Linked DNA regions of Mus musculus: region 2 is linked to region 1. The links are chromatin contacts, called in public ChIA-PET maps. All regions are on one chromosome and are shown on one strand. Each heading gives the region's core, a stretch centred on a gene start, on an enhancer-like site or on the middle of the called end of the contact. The rest is flanking DNA. Distances are from core to core; before and after follow the strand shown. Region 1 has its middle 20 kb from the start of 9330175E14Rik. Region 2 has its middle 9.5 kb from the start of Ccl22.

Region 1 (6,089 bases), core at 1,815-4,314:
TGAGAATTTCTTCTCTGGGCGTGTCCTGGACTTACTTCAAGGCCAGGTGTCCTGGCTTACAAGGGTCAGGTCCCGGACCAGGCTTCCTTCTCTCTGGACTCTTCCTTTCCTGTACCCATTCCCAGGGGAGCCATCCAGACACAGCTACCCAGAGGTACCACCTGCCCCTGCTCTAGCCTCCTCGCAGGCCTGATAAACGGCTTGAGTTCTCTATTCCAGGTCTTCGAGGAAACCAACGTCATCTCTAATATCATTGCTGACTGTCCAGAGAAGCACTGGTGAGTTTCTGTCTTCATGGTTTACTGTATAACATTGAGACAGCCACTCTCCTATGTGGCTTTTGCTGACCTTGGAGTCATTTCCTCTTAGAGATGCAGTTGTAGGAGTTGACCTTGGGCAAGACACCAAACCTCTGAAACTTAGTTTCCTCGTTGGTAATAAAGAGGTGACAAAGCACCTTACTTTATAGCTGTGTCTTGGGCATGGAGTCATTCTTTAGGCACTATTTTTCTTACTTATCTCTTTAACTTGCAGTGCTAAGGATCGAACCCAGATCCTTATGCATGCCCACTGAGTTCCATGCTTAGCCAGAGTGTTTTATTCTAATATCGGTGATTTTTACTTCTAACGTTATTTAACTCATCTTCAAATCTCTCATCTCTGCCCCTTTGGTGTTATCACCTCATTATTTAGTTGCTTTTAAATCTTATCTTGAACCTTTCCTTGGGTCATTCTCAAGTCATTGGCTGCTTACCCTCTTGACTGGTTGTTTCCGGCTCGCCACCGCCGGTGGTGGCCTCCCTGTGTGCCCATCATTCTTCTAAGGTCTTCTTTAGTGGAATTTGGATCTTCTGTGCATAGACTCTGCTCCCTAGATGAGCTAAATTTTCTAAGAAGAGGGTTTTGCGTTTATTTGTGGCAGGGACAGTAAGACGTTCAGTGGCTGGGTGTGTTTTTTATGTTAAACATTCAGCCGGGGAAACTCTGACCTATGTCAAACTCAGTTATAAATATATCCTTCAATCCTGGGGTTCAGAGATTGCTCCTTGCTCATTTTAACGTTTGTGTTGCTGCTGTTGTTGCTGCTGCTGTTCGGAGATTGGGGCTTCACCCTATGACTTCTGTTAGCGCAGATTCTATCCATAGCCCAGGCTGCTCACCAAGCTGTGATCTCGCTTCAGCTGGGATTGTAAGTGTACACCATCATACTTGGGTCTTTCATCTATACACACCCCCAAACACACACACACACACCACCCCAAACCTCCTTGTGGTTTCCTTTAGCGAGGGTAGTTTTCGGTCTTCTTTCCACGAACAGAAAATGTCTTACTTTCAGCTGTATATCTCACTGGTTTCTGAGAACATCAAAACTCTTTTGCACCTCGGTGCCACATCCTCTCCAGGGTCACAGAGGCTTGCTGCATACAGTTTCACCTCTCAGCTGCTCTCCAGAACCTAACACTGTGTATTTCTTCATTTCTAAAGCACTCATTGGCTGAGCGGTGCAGTTGAGAGGCTACTGATCCAGTCCTGCAGCTGACCTGCCACCTACATTCCTTCTGTGGCCCCGCTCACAGGGTGGCTCACTCTGTTCTCTCCACCCAAAGTCTTCCCCCAGCCTCTTCCCCATCTGATTCTTTTCCATCTACAGGGTAGGTCTCCCCCAACTCCCAGTCTGTGTCAGATTCCCCGCCTAAGACTCTGGTGCTCTAGCCTGGTCTCTCTCTCCTTTCACATAGTCTTTGGTTACAATTGTGCGTTTTTGTTTGGGGATTCCCTAATAGATGTTGAGTTTTGCTGCCAGACACCATGTGTGCTGGGCTTTCTGCTGAATCCAGCTTCTGGTCATAGTTGAAGTTAGTAATGTCCCCACAAATATCATTAGAAGCAACAGCTGGCTGTCAAAATCTGTCTCTGAGCTGGGTGTGGTGGTGCACGCCTTTAATACAACACTTAGGAGATAGAGGCAGGCGGATTTCTGAGTTCGAGGCCAGCCTGGTCTACAAAGTGACAGGACAGCCAGAACTATACAGAGAAACCCTGTCTCCAAAAAACCAAATAAATAAATAATTAATTAATAAAAAAAAAAAACCAAAATCTGTCTGTCTCTGTCTCTCTCATGTGCCTGTGCACTGTCTCTATCTCTCCCTCCCTTCCCTCCCTCCCCTTCCCCTCCTTCTCCCCCTCCCCCCCTCTCTCATGTGCCTGTGTACTGTCTCTCTCTGCTTCTCTGTCCCTCTCCCTCCCCTCCCCCTCCTCCCTCTCCCATGTGCCTGTGCATGTGTGCATGCATGTACATGTGCATGCATTTGTTTCTGTAGCCCTGGCTGTCCTGGAACTCGATCTGTAGACCAGAATAGCCTTGAATGCAGAGATCTGCCTACCTCTACCTCCAGAGATTAAAGGATGTAAAGGCTGTGCAACATCATGCACGGCTAAAAAAAAAGAAAAAAAAATCCCTCTATTCATTACACCTCTGCTGGGTCACCATAGAGCAGGACCAGTTCTTGACTCTGCATGTGGGAGATCTCATTTATTCTCACTGTTGTCACCCCCATTTCACAGGCCGGGAAAGTGATGCCCACAAAGCTAAGTGAATGTGTCCCTTCCATACCCCTGGAGGTGAGCAGAAAAGCAACTGTTTTTGCTGTCCCCCATACAGATGACAAAACTGAAGTCTTGAGGGGTCAAGGCTCTTAACTTCTTTTTACTTTTTTGGTGTCTATTTATTTTATGCATATAAATGTTTTTGCTTGCATGTTTGTATGTGCAACGTATGTATGCCTGGTGCCCATGGAGTTCAGATCCCTTGACACGGGAATTGCAGACTACTGTGAACCACCATGTGGATGCTAGCAATCAAGCCAGGGTCCTCTGGAAGAGCAGCCTGTACTCTTAACTGCTGAGCCATCTCTTCAGCCCAAGTCCTAACTTCTTGCTGTGTCACTGTTAAGTTAGTGTAGGGTTACAGCCCAGAGCCTGAGCTACTCCAAACTGCTTCTTGCTCACACAGGACTGCAGTCAGCCTGATCCCCTCTGATGGCTGCTGTCCCGGTCACATGACTCCTGTCTCTCAGCATCTGTTCAGTGACTTCCTTACCAGCCCAGGCTGGGTCACTGTCTACTGCCTGAGGAGGCCTACAATCTCCTGCCAGAACAAGGGTGTTGTGGTCAGTTCTCCTGGACTGATGGAATTTCTCTTCCCACAGACGGATGGGCAAAATCACCTTTGAAGAGGTGAGATGGGTGCAAGGCTTTGGGGTACCAGCGGCTGTCGGGGTCTACCTGTTCTTTTCATTCCCTCTGCTGGGGTTCACTGTTTCCTATCCGTGGCTCCTGATCATCAAACTCGTGGGATGTGAGCCAGGAGAAGGCCCACAGGATGCCTCAGCCTTGCTAATGTCCCTCTAAGTGGAACACTGAGACAGGTCCCTTACACTGTCTAAGACCATCTGCCTCTGTCCACATCTACCATAGATCTCCAGTTCCCCCACATTGTAGGTTTTAGGAAAGAAGCATAGAGTGAATATGTGCTGGGCTTGTCATGAGAATCCCATGTAAGGTCTGGGGTGGCACTTAGGATCAAGCACACACTGACATCGCCTGTGTCAGTAGCCACATGAAGCAAGACCATCCTAGGTACCAAACTCCCTCTGAGTGGCTGGGTTTCATCCACTTAGAAACAGGAGCTTGGAAGCTAGTATAGTTGTAAACAAGAAACCGAGGGTCAGTCTGGTCTCCAGTGTTCTTCAAGGTCTCCTTAATAGTTTTTAATACGCTAAACTCTAAAGATAGGAGGCATGATGGCTATGCCTGTAATCTCAGTGTTAGGAGGCCAAGCAGGAGGATTGTGAGCTAAGAGAAAAGTAACCCTGAGCTACACAGTGGAGTCCTGACTGAAAAAAAAATTCCCCCAAATCAAAACAATACCCGCACCCTCCCACACACCCCCACAAAATCCTAAAGGCAAAAGTAATGAAAACCTGTCCCTCCCAGCACTCAGGAGGCAGAGGAAGGCGTATTTCTGAGTTCGAGGCCAGCCTGGTCTACAAAGTGAGTTCCAGGACAGCCAGGGCTATCCATAGAAACCCTGTCTCGAAAAAACAAACAAACAAACCAAGACCTGGGGCCACACCCACACCTCTCTATGAAGTCTAGAATGGGATTCCTTTGGGGGAATCCCATTTCTTAAAAACAACAACAAACCAACTCCTTATTTTTACATTTTATCGATGATGATGATGGTGGTGGTGGTGGTGATGATGATGATGGTGATGGTGGTGGTGATGGTGGTGGTGGTGATGGTGATTGGGTTTTTTAGAGATAGGGTTTCTCTGTGCAGCACTGGCTATCCTGAAACTTGCACTGTAGACCAAGTTGACCTTGTATTCACAGAGAACCATCTGCCTCTACCTCCCAAGTGCTGGGCTTAAAGGTATCTGCAATTTCTTTAAAATATTTTTATCAGGCCAAAGAGATAACTCAGTTCAATTCCTGTGACCCGCATGGTGGAAGGAGAAAGTCAGTTTCTGTAAGTCGTCCTCTGATCTGTACACATGCACATAGCATGCAGGTGGGGGACACACATGAAGTAAATAAGAATGTAAGGAAAGTTTAATCAGTTAGCGTGTATGGGTGCACAGACACACACACACACATCAGTCCACCATGGCCTATATCTGGACGTCAGAGAACAACTTTTAGAGCTAATTCTTTTTCTACCCTGGGCGTCCCAGGGACTGAAGTCCAGTGGTCAGGCTTGGTGAGAAATTCACATACACACTGATCCATCTTGCTAGCCCCAACTCATTAATTTTTTCTAATAACTTTAGATTTGAATAAAAGTTACAAAGACATGACAAAATGTTCCATACCCAATGTACAGTATTAATCTTTCCATAAACAAGCTGTGTTGGTTGTAGATCACCACTGCTGAGCTCTTAGTGACTCCAGACTTCATCGGAACGTCATTCTTTTTTTTTCCCACTGATCTCCAGACCATGGAGCATGTGACCTTCAGACTTTTGAAAAGTTCCCAGGCTTTTGTCTTGTTCTGCTTTCATAACTTTATTGTGTTTTTAAGAACCTGAGAAATTCCCAGTACTTTATAGGAAAAAAATCAGTGATGCTTGTTAGTGGAGGGGGGGACGGAGGGGGGGAGGAATGGGGGGATGCAAGAGCGTGGGGGGGGGGTAGGGGGAATGTCTGTAAGGACAGGGTCCACTGCAGTGTCTTTAAGGAACTGGGTAGTAGACAGCTACTAGGCTTAACTCCAAATAAGGCTTGGCCAAGTGGGAATTGATACCCAAGGGTAAGGGCAGGGAGTTGGGGAAGAGCCTGCTAGAACTGACCCAACAGGGTCTTTGCTGAAGGTGGCCAGTGTGGTTAGATATCACCCTCATAAGATCAAGTGGAGGATGAGTCGCCCTGGTCAGATAGGGGAGGGTTGCCTGATAGTGTAGGCAATGGTTCTTAGGAACTTGACCAAAGTTTGGCCAAGCAAAGACCACAGTTGGCACCTATCAAGCCATTGTCTCCCCAGATGTCACACTTCATCCTCCTCCCCTGACTTCCCCAGTCTCTTTCTCTCTCTCTGTTCCCGGAGGTTCCCTCCTGTTTATGGACTTGGCTGTGCACATTAGTGGCCTTCAGGAACTGGTATCACTCAGGATGTTGGGTGAGAACACTTCCAGCAAGCTGTACTCGTTAGATCCTCAGGGACCGCAGGTTAACGTCTTGGTGGCGAGAGATATCCCAGTGTGGGTATTTGGAGTGAGACTTGCAGATGGAGCTGAGGGTAGGCTGAGACTGTGTCAGTAGGCTCAGAGGGCAAAGGAGGAAGTTGACACACAGAAGGCTGTTTGGGTGGAGCCAGCTACATAGCTGGTACTGGTGTAGTCTGGCTAGATCGAGGGGACGTTAAACTGAGTCCTGGTGGGAGTAGTCTTAGCGAGATTGTGGGCGTATCCCTTTCCTGACTAGAGACGGCTCTGGAAGCATGGAACAACAGGAGATTTTTTTTTTCAGGGTCTCAGTTTACATTTGTCCTTGAGTCAATAAATTGTGTGTTCTCGACACACTAACCCCTT
Region 2 (6,089 bases), core at 1,476-3,975, 320 kb after region 1:
ACTTATCTTTGTGTCTCAACTTCCTAACTGGCGACGTGGATGGCAAATGTTTATCAGCTCTGAGTACTTTGGGGCCGTCAGGGAATTGCCCCCCCCCCCAGGATCCTGTGGGTTGTAAAAAAAGAGGTAAGTTGACTTCTTCACTTCCTCTCCATAAACCTTTTCTTCCTTTCTGATTGATCCAACTAAGACTTGAAGGACTACACTCGATAGGACAGGCGAGGATGGCCATTCCTGTCTGACTCTGACCTGAGAGCATCTTGGGTCATGCCCCTGTGGTATTGCTGGCTTGGATGAGCCCTTGCTTCTGAGATACTGTGCTGTCTTCCTTCCATTCCTGGTTTCTTCAGGGCTTTTACTGTGGAGAGAGGTGGGATTTTGTTGACTTTTTTGTGCACCTACAGAAATGATCGTGTCATTTCTTTCCCCAAGTTTTATTTATGTGTTCTGTGAACAGGACGGTGATTGCTTGGAGAGGTTCTGGAAAGAACCTTGGGCCAAGGAATGAATATCTGGGGCTTTCTCCTTTCTTCTCATACCACGATGGTTCTCCCTTTCTTTGCTTCCCTTTTCTGCTTCCCTTCCAGAAGGATATCATCTCCTGACCTAGTTTTAGGCACCTCATGTCTGGGTACTGAGCCAGGTCTTTCCCGGGCCCAGCACCGTTGCCCCTCTTTCTGGCATGGGTCTTCCCAAAGATTATCATATGCTTCCAGCACCCGTGGCTATTGTGAATTGTGTGTGACAGAGAGCATAAAAATCCTTGATCCTCAAAACAACCTGGTGGCAGCGAGGCTCACTAACCCACAAGCCACACCCACTGCCAGCTGGTGGTAGAGACAAGACAGCTGTATCTAGGACAAGGGGCATTAGTACACTGGTCACACCCTGCAGGCTCTAACACATCTGCTATTTTTATGACACACTGAAAAGCCAAATCAACACTCCACACAACGCATCAAATGGTAAAAGAGGCAGGTGGAGCATGGAAGACTGCTGGCCTTCTAGGGCCCTCAGACATAAAAAGCAGTCAGGTGGGTCTTGCTTTAGGGGCCCAGGCTGGAGCATGGGTTCCACCCAGGACAAAGTCTGGAGTGAAATGCTTGTCATCATTCCCTGGCTACATCACTAGTCACTGTGGAGACTGTGTGGCTCTTACCAAACCACTTGTCTCTTTGGGTCCTTCCCCAGATGCTCCTGCACGCATTGAAGGTCACGTGACTGAACATGATCAAAGCAGATGCTCTCAGCTTCCAGGCCTGGATCAGAAAAGTCACCTACAAGCTCTGAAAGACAACACAACACACACACACACACACACACACACACACACACACACACACACACAGCACAGGAGAGCCACTTTAAACTCGGCCCCTGGAGGAGACCTGCACTGGACTGGGAACACCTACTTCTGGTTTCCTGTGAGGAGACCCGGGAGATAGATGCACAGGTTGGGGGACATGTGATGGGGATTGGGCATCACAGAGGATGAAGGGTGGCTGTGACCTTAACCAGCACTTGGCATGATTCATTTTCTCCCTAAGCACTGCTTAGCTACACCAGGGCGAAACTGGTAGAGATGGGGGCTTCCCTGGGGCCCTGGATTCTCCAGGAGGAAGCAGGAAAACAGGAGTAGGCGTTATGACTGCACATTGAAGGTATAGGCAAACGTTGCTTACAGTGGAAGCTGAAATAAGGACAGGGTAAGGGAGCCAGGGACAAGGGACCAATTCAGTCCCTTGGGGCTGGATGGCAGGAATTGGATGCTTGGGACATTGAGCTGGAAGGTCGAGATGGGGGTGACAGTGAGGTGTTTGAAGGTGAGAACATGTCCTAGCAGTTACCAGGGCTGGCATGGTCAAGGGCATGGCCGTGGGCAGGAGAGGCTGAGGAGGTGAGGCCCAAGTTCTCTGGAAGAGACGGGGCTGTGAAACCAAGAGAGATGAGCATGAAACATGCTATGAAAGAGAACCCTGGTGAGGAGAGTGACCATGAGCTGGCAGCTGTCATTGTCAGCAACAAAGGAAGTAGGTGGTAAGGGGAGAATGTGTGAGTGCCCTGAAAAGAGGCAAGGCTTTTAGGGAAGGGAGATGGCGGCTCAGAAGAACTGCACAGAGCAAGGAGGGTGCCTTTCCCAACCCTGGCTCTGTATGGGGCAGTTGTGTGGGGACAACGCCTCCCAGAAGCCTACAGGGGGAGCAGAGACCTTAAAGAGAGCCAAAGGGAGCCGGGCATGGTGGCGCACGCCTTTAATCCCAGCACTCGGGAGGCAGAGGCAGGCAGATTTCTGAGTTCGAGGCCAACCTGGGCTACAAAGTGAGTTCCAGGACAGACAGGGCTGCACAAAGAAACCCTGTCTCAAAAAACCAAAAAAAAAAAAAAGAGAGAGAGAGAGAGAGCCAAAGGATGAGAAGCCAGACTGAGTGGGCTGTGTCTATAACTCTGGCATTCGGGGAGTCTGAATCAGGAACATGGCAGGCTTGAGGCCAATAAAAACTACATGAAACCAGAAAGGGACAAAAGAGCAAGAAGAGACAGAGGGAGCAGGGACACACACACACACACACACACACACACACACACACACACACACACACACACACGGCAGCACTATGGAAGAGCTGTTAGTCCTGAAAATCTGGAAACAACCTAGACCCTTGGTGCTGAGGGGATCCATAGACAGCAGAGGAGGCCACAGCAGGACTCAACACAGAGAAAGTGAAAGTGGAGAGCCCCGAGGATCAACAGGACTGGAGGAGAGCAGGCAAGCACCCACTTGAAAACGGCTGGCTGCAAAGTATGGAACACAGCAGCACAGAACCATGCTGTATTCTATTTAGAAATCTACAAAATCATAAGCATATACTCAGGGAAGGATCCCAAGTGATGTCAGGGTCCTGGTTTTGTGGTTATGCACAGAAAAAAAAAGAGGGGTGAAAGGTGAGGAAGAACAGCTTGGGTGGTATCAAAAAAAAATTTTTTTTAACTTCTTAATGACCAGAAAAGAAAAAGAAAAAAAAGATTCACAAAGGGATGAAACAAAATACAGTAAAATGTTGTCTACTGCATAACCTGGGCTGCAGGTCCTCTAAGGTTGAAAGGTTTGTAAATTTAAGATAAGGCCTGGCTGGAGGTCAACACTTGGGGCCCCAGCACTTGAGAGGCTAAAGCAGAAGAATTGTTAAATGCAAGGCTACACTCCTTCTCAGAATAGAAGAAGAGAGGAAAGGAAAGGAAGGCAGGAAGGGAAGTGGGATGGGGCAGGGAGAATATGAGGAAAGAAATAGAAAAGGAAAAAAAAAAGCCAGGTGAGGGAATTATAATACAGCACAATAATCAAGACATTGCAGTCAGACTGAGACTCTAAAAACAAGCCCATACGTTTAAGGGCAACTGATCTTGACAAATGTGCCAACACAATTCAGTGGAGAAAAATAGTCTTTTCCGTAAGTCGTTCTGGGGCTGCAGAGATGGCTCAGCAGTTAAGACAACTAGCTGTTCTCATAGAGGACTTGGGTTCAACTCCCAGCACCCACCTGGCTCACAACTTCCAGTAACTCCAGTTGCAGCTGATCTGTCTCCCTCTTCCCGCCTCCATGAGAGCCTGGTCCCCATGTAGTATATATATCCACACACGCAGGCAAAACAGTCATACATATAAGATAAAAAGAAATCTTTAGGGCTGGAGAGATGGTTTGGTGCTTAAAAGCACTTGCTACTCTTGCAGAGGACCTGGGTTCAGTTCCCAGCATCCACCTGTGGTTCACAACCATCTCTAACTCTGGTTCCAGGGGATCCAATGCTTTCTTCTGACCTCTAAGGGCTTTTGTACCCATGTGATACATACACATAATACACTCAGGCACACACATATACAATTCAAATAAAATAAATAAATATTTTTTTAAACAGTAGCTCTGATAGCTGGGTGTGCAGACTGGTACACATATGAGCTCAGATGGATTGAAGAGCTGAGCAGAGGAGCTAACACTATAAAACTCCTAGCAGAACGTGGGAGATGATTCTATGTTGTATATAGGAACCCTGCATAGCCACGGATGCCGCAATGGTTTGGTGTGCCAAGAAAACACAGGAACAAAATAGAGGACAAGTTAGAGGCTATCATGGTGAGCATCCCCAGGAAGCAAAGAGATAGCACAAAGAATAGGAGGAACTATTTGCAAGCCACCCAACGGAGCTCTAGCACTCACATCAAAATCTGATCAAACAAAGATATGTGAAAGGCATGGGCAGATTCTCTTTCTCCAAAGAAGATGCGCAAATGTCCAATAAGCACATGATGAGATGCTCAACGCCAGCAGTCAAAGCCACAGGCTACCCCTTCACACCTCCTATGCTGTCCCTCATCAAGACAGTCAAGAATGAGTAATAGCAAGCTGTTGAGAGGTTGTAAGTTAGAATTACCACACATTACTAGAGGGCATGGGAAATAGCAGCTCTCCATGTAAACAGTGCTGGAGGCCCTTAAGAAGTCAAATATGGTTCACATCTAACCTGGAAACCTCACTCCTCCCTACACCCATACCCCAAAGAATCAAAGATATGCTTACATGGAAACTTGTAAGCAATAATCATGCAATGTTCTTATGATAGTCCCCAAACGAAACAACTCTGATGTCTATCAGCTGACAAAAAGATGTAAGACATGTGCCTTGTCCATAAAAATGGAATATGATTCATCAATACAAACAAATGAAATGCTGATATAAACTCTGACATAGGTGAGTTCTGAAAGCATTGCATTAAATCAAAGAAATCAGACACAGAAATCTCCTATCCTATGATCCTATTTACATGAAATGCCCTCGAAAGGTAAATTCACTGGATGCAGTAGTGCATGGCTTTAATCCCAGCACTCAGGAGGAATAGGCATGAAGATCTCCATGAGTTCCAGGACAGCCTGGTCTACATATCAAATCCTATTCCAACCTGGGCTACATAGTGAGACTTTGTCTCAAAAGAAAGAAAGGTAAACACACACACACACACACACACACACACACACACACACACACACACACACACACACAGAGAGAGAGAGAGAGAGAGAGAGAGAGAGAGAGAGAGAGAAGCAAACCAAAACAGAGGGAGAAAGCAGATTACTTGTTGCTGAGAGGGCGAGGTGTTGAGAATAGAGACTATGTTTCTTTTTGAATTAGAGAGTGGTGGTCACATATCCTTTGATGCATTAAAATCCGCTGAGTTTTATGTTTTTAAAGGATGAATTTAGGAGTTCATAAATTAAATCTCAAGGTTGGATGGAGGACTCAGTGGGTGAAGGTGCTTGCCACAAAGCCCAAGGACCTGAGTTTAATCCCCGGGACTCCACATTGTAGAAGGAGAGAACTGACTCTAGGAGGTTGTCCTCTGAGCTACATATGTGTGTCATGACACACATTAAACGTGCCAAATACCTATGGGCTGGAGAGATAGATCCAGAATTAAGAGTACATGCTACTCTTTCAAAAGACCTGAGTTCAGTTCCCAGGACCCAGAGCATCAGGTCAGCTCCAGGACGTCCAATGTTCTCTGGCTTCTGTGGGCACCTGAACTAATGTGCACACACCTATGCACAGAAATGCATGCATCCACATATTCTTGGTCTTAAAAATAAGAATAAGTCTTAAAACTAATAAGAGAAAATATCAGTATCAATTAAGATGCAAACCTAAAACCTGGGATTGAATCTATATTTTACTAGAGTGGCCTTGGCAGAAGGCTTCTTGCCTCTTCCCTGAACCTTAGTTCCTCTTGGGGATCAGGGTTTGGTATTCAGGTGGATCTCAGGCTGAGCTGGATTCCACACATGGCTTATTGTTGTCACTGTCTCTGCTCTGACTTGGCCCCTGCTCCTCTCTGAGCCTCAGTCTCTTCACTGAGCAGTGGAACCAACACCAGCCCTTTCAGCATGCTGCCTTGGGGGAAATAGTGAGAAAATGGATGTAAAACACAGAACAGAGCGACTCTGGCCCCAGTCAGTATCCAGTTTTGCTAACCAGCACCTGTTACTGTAACAGAAACCCAGCTAATCCATTTATAAAGAAAAAAGGTTTTGTTGTTTTGTT

What was found. ChIA-PET counts read pairs in DNA pulled down with a chosen protein or histone mark.
Region 2: an RNA polymerase II ChIA-PET map of memory CD8 T cells shows a contact between it and region 1, with 6 read pairs. The contact joins two enhancer-like sites. A contact is called at or near these places in 1 of 484 Hi-C or Micro-C datasets (nephron progenitors), 1 of 115 datasets of contacts at active chromatin or transcription factors (memory CD8 T cells) and 1 of 9 other capture datasets (embryonic stem cells).

Annotation. Positions count from the first base shown.
Region 1 is chr8:94,412,372-94,418,460 of GRCm38.p6, forward strand. No RefSeq gene overlaps it. Among named protein-coding and RNA genes, the nearest start is that of 9330175E14Rik, 20 kb to the right of the region's middle. Within about 2 kb of position 3,065, at least 35 of the 459 cell types and tissues checked have an H3K27ac peak or open chromatin away from gene starts, as enhancers often do. A contact at or near this core is called in memory CD8 T cells, where this site is marked.
Region 2 is chr8:94,733,141-94,739,229 of GRCm38.p6, forward strand. No RefSeq gene overlaps it. Among named protein-coding and RNA genes, the nearest start is that of Ccl22, 9.5 kb to the right of the region's middle. Within about 2 kb of position 2,726, at least 77 of the 459 cell types and tissues checked have an H3K27ac peak or open chromatin away from gene starts, as enhancers often do. A contact at or near this core is called in memory CD8 T cells, where this site is marked.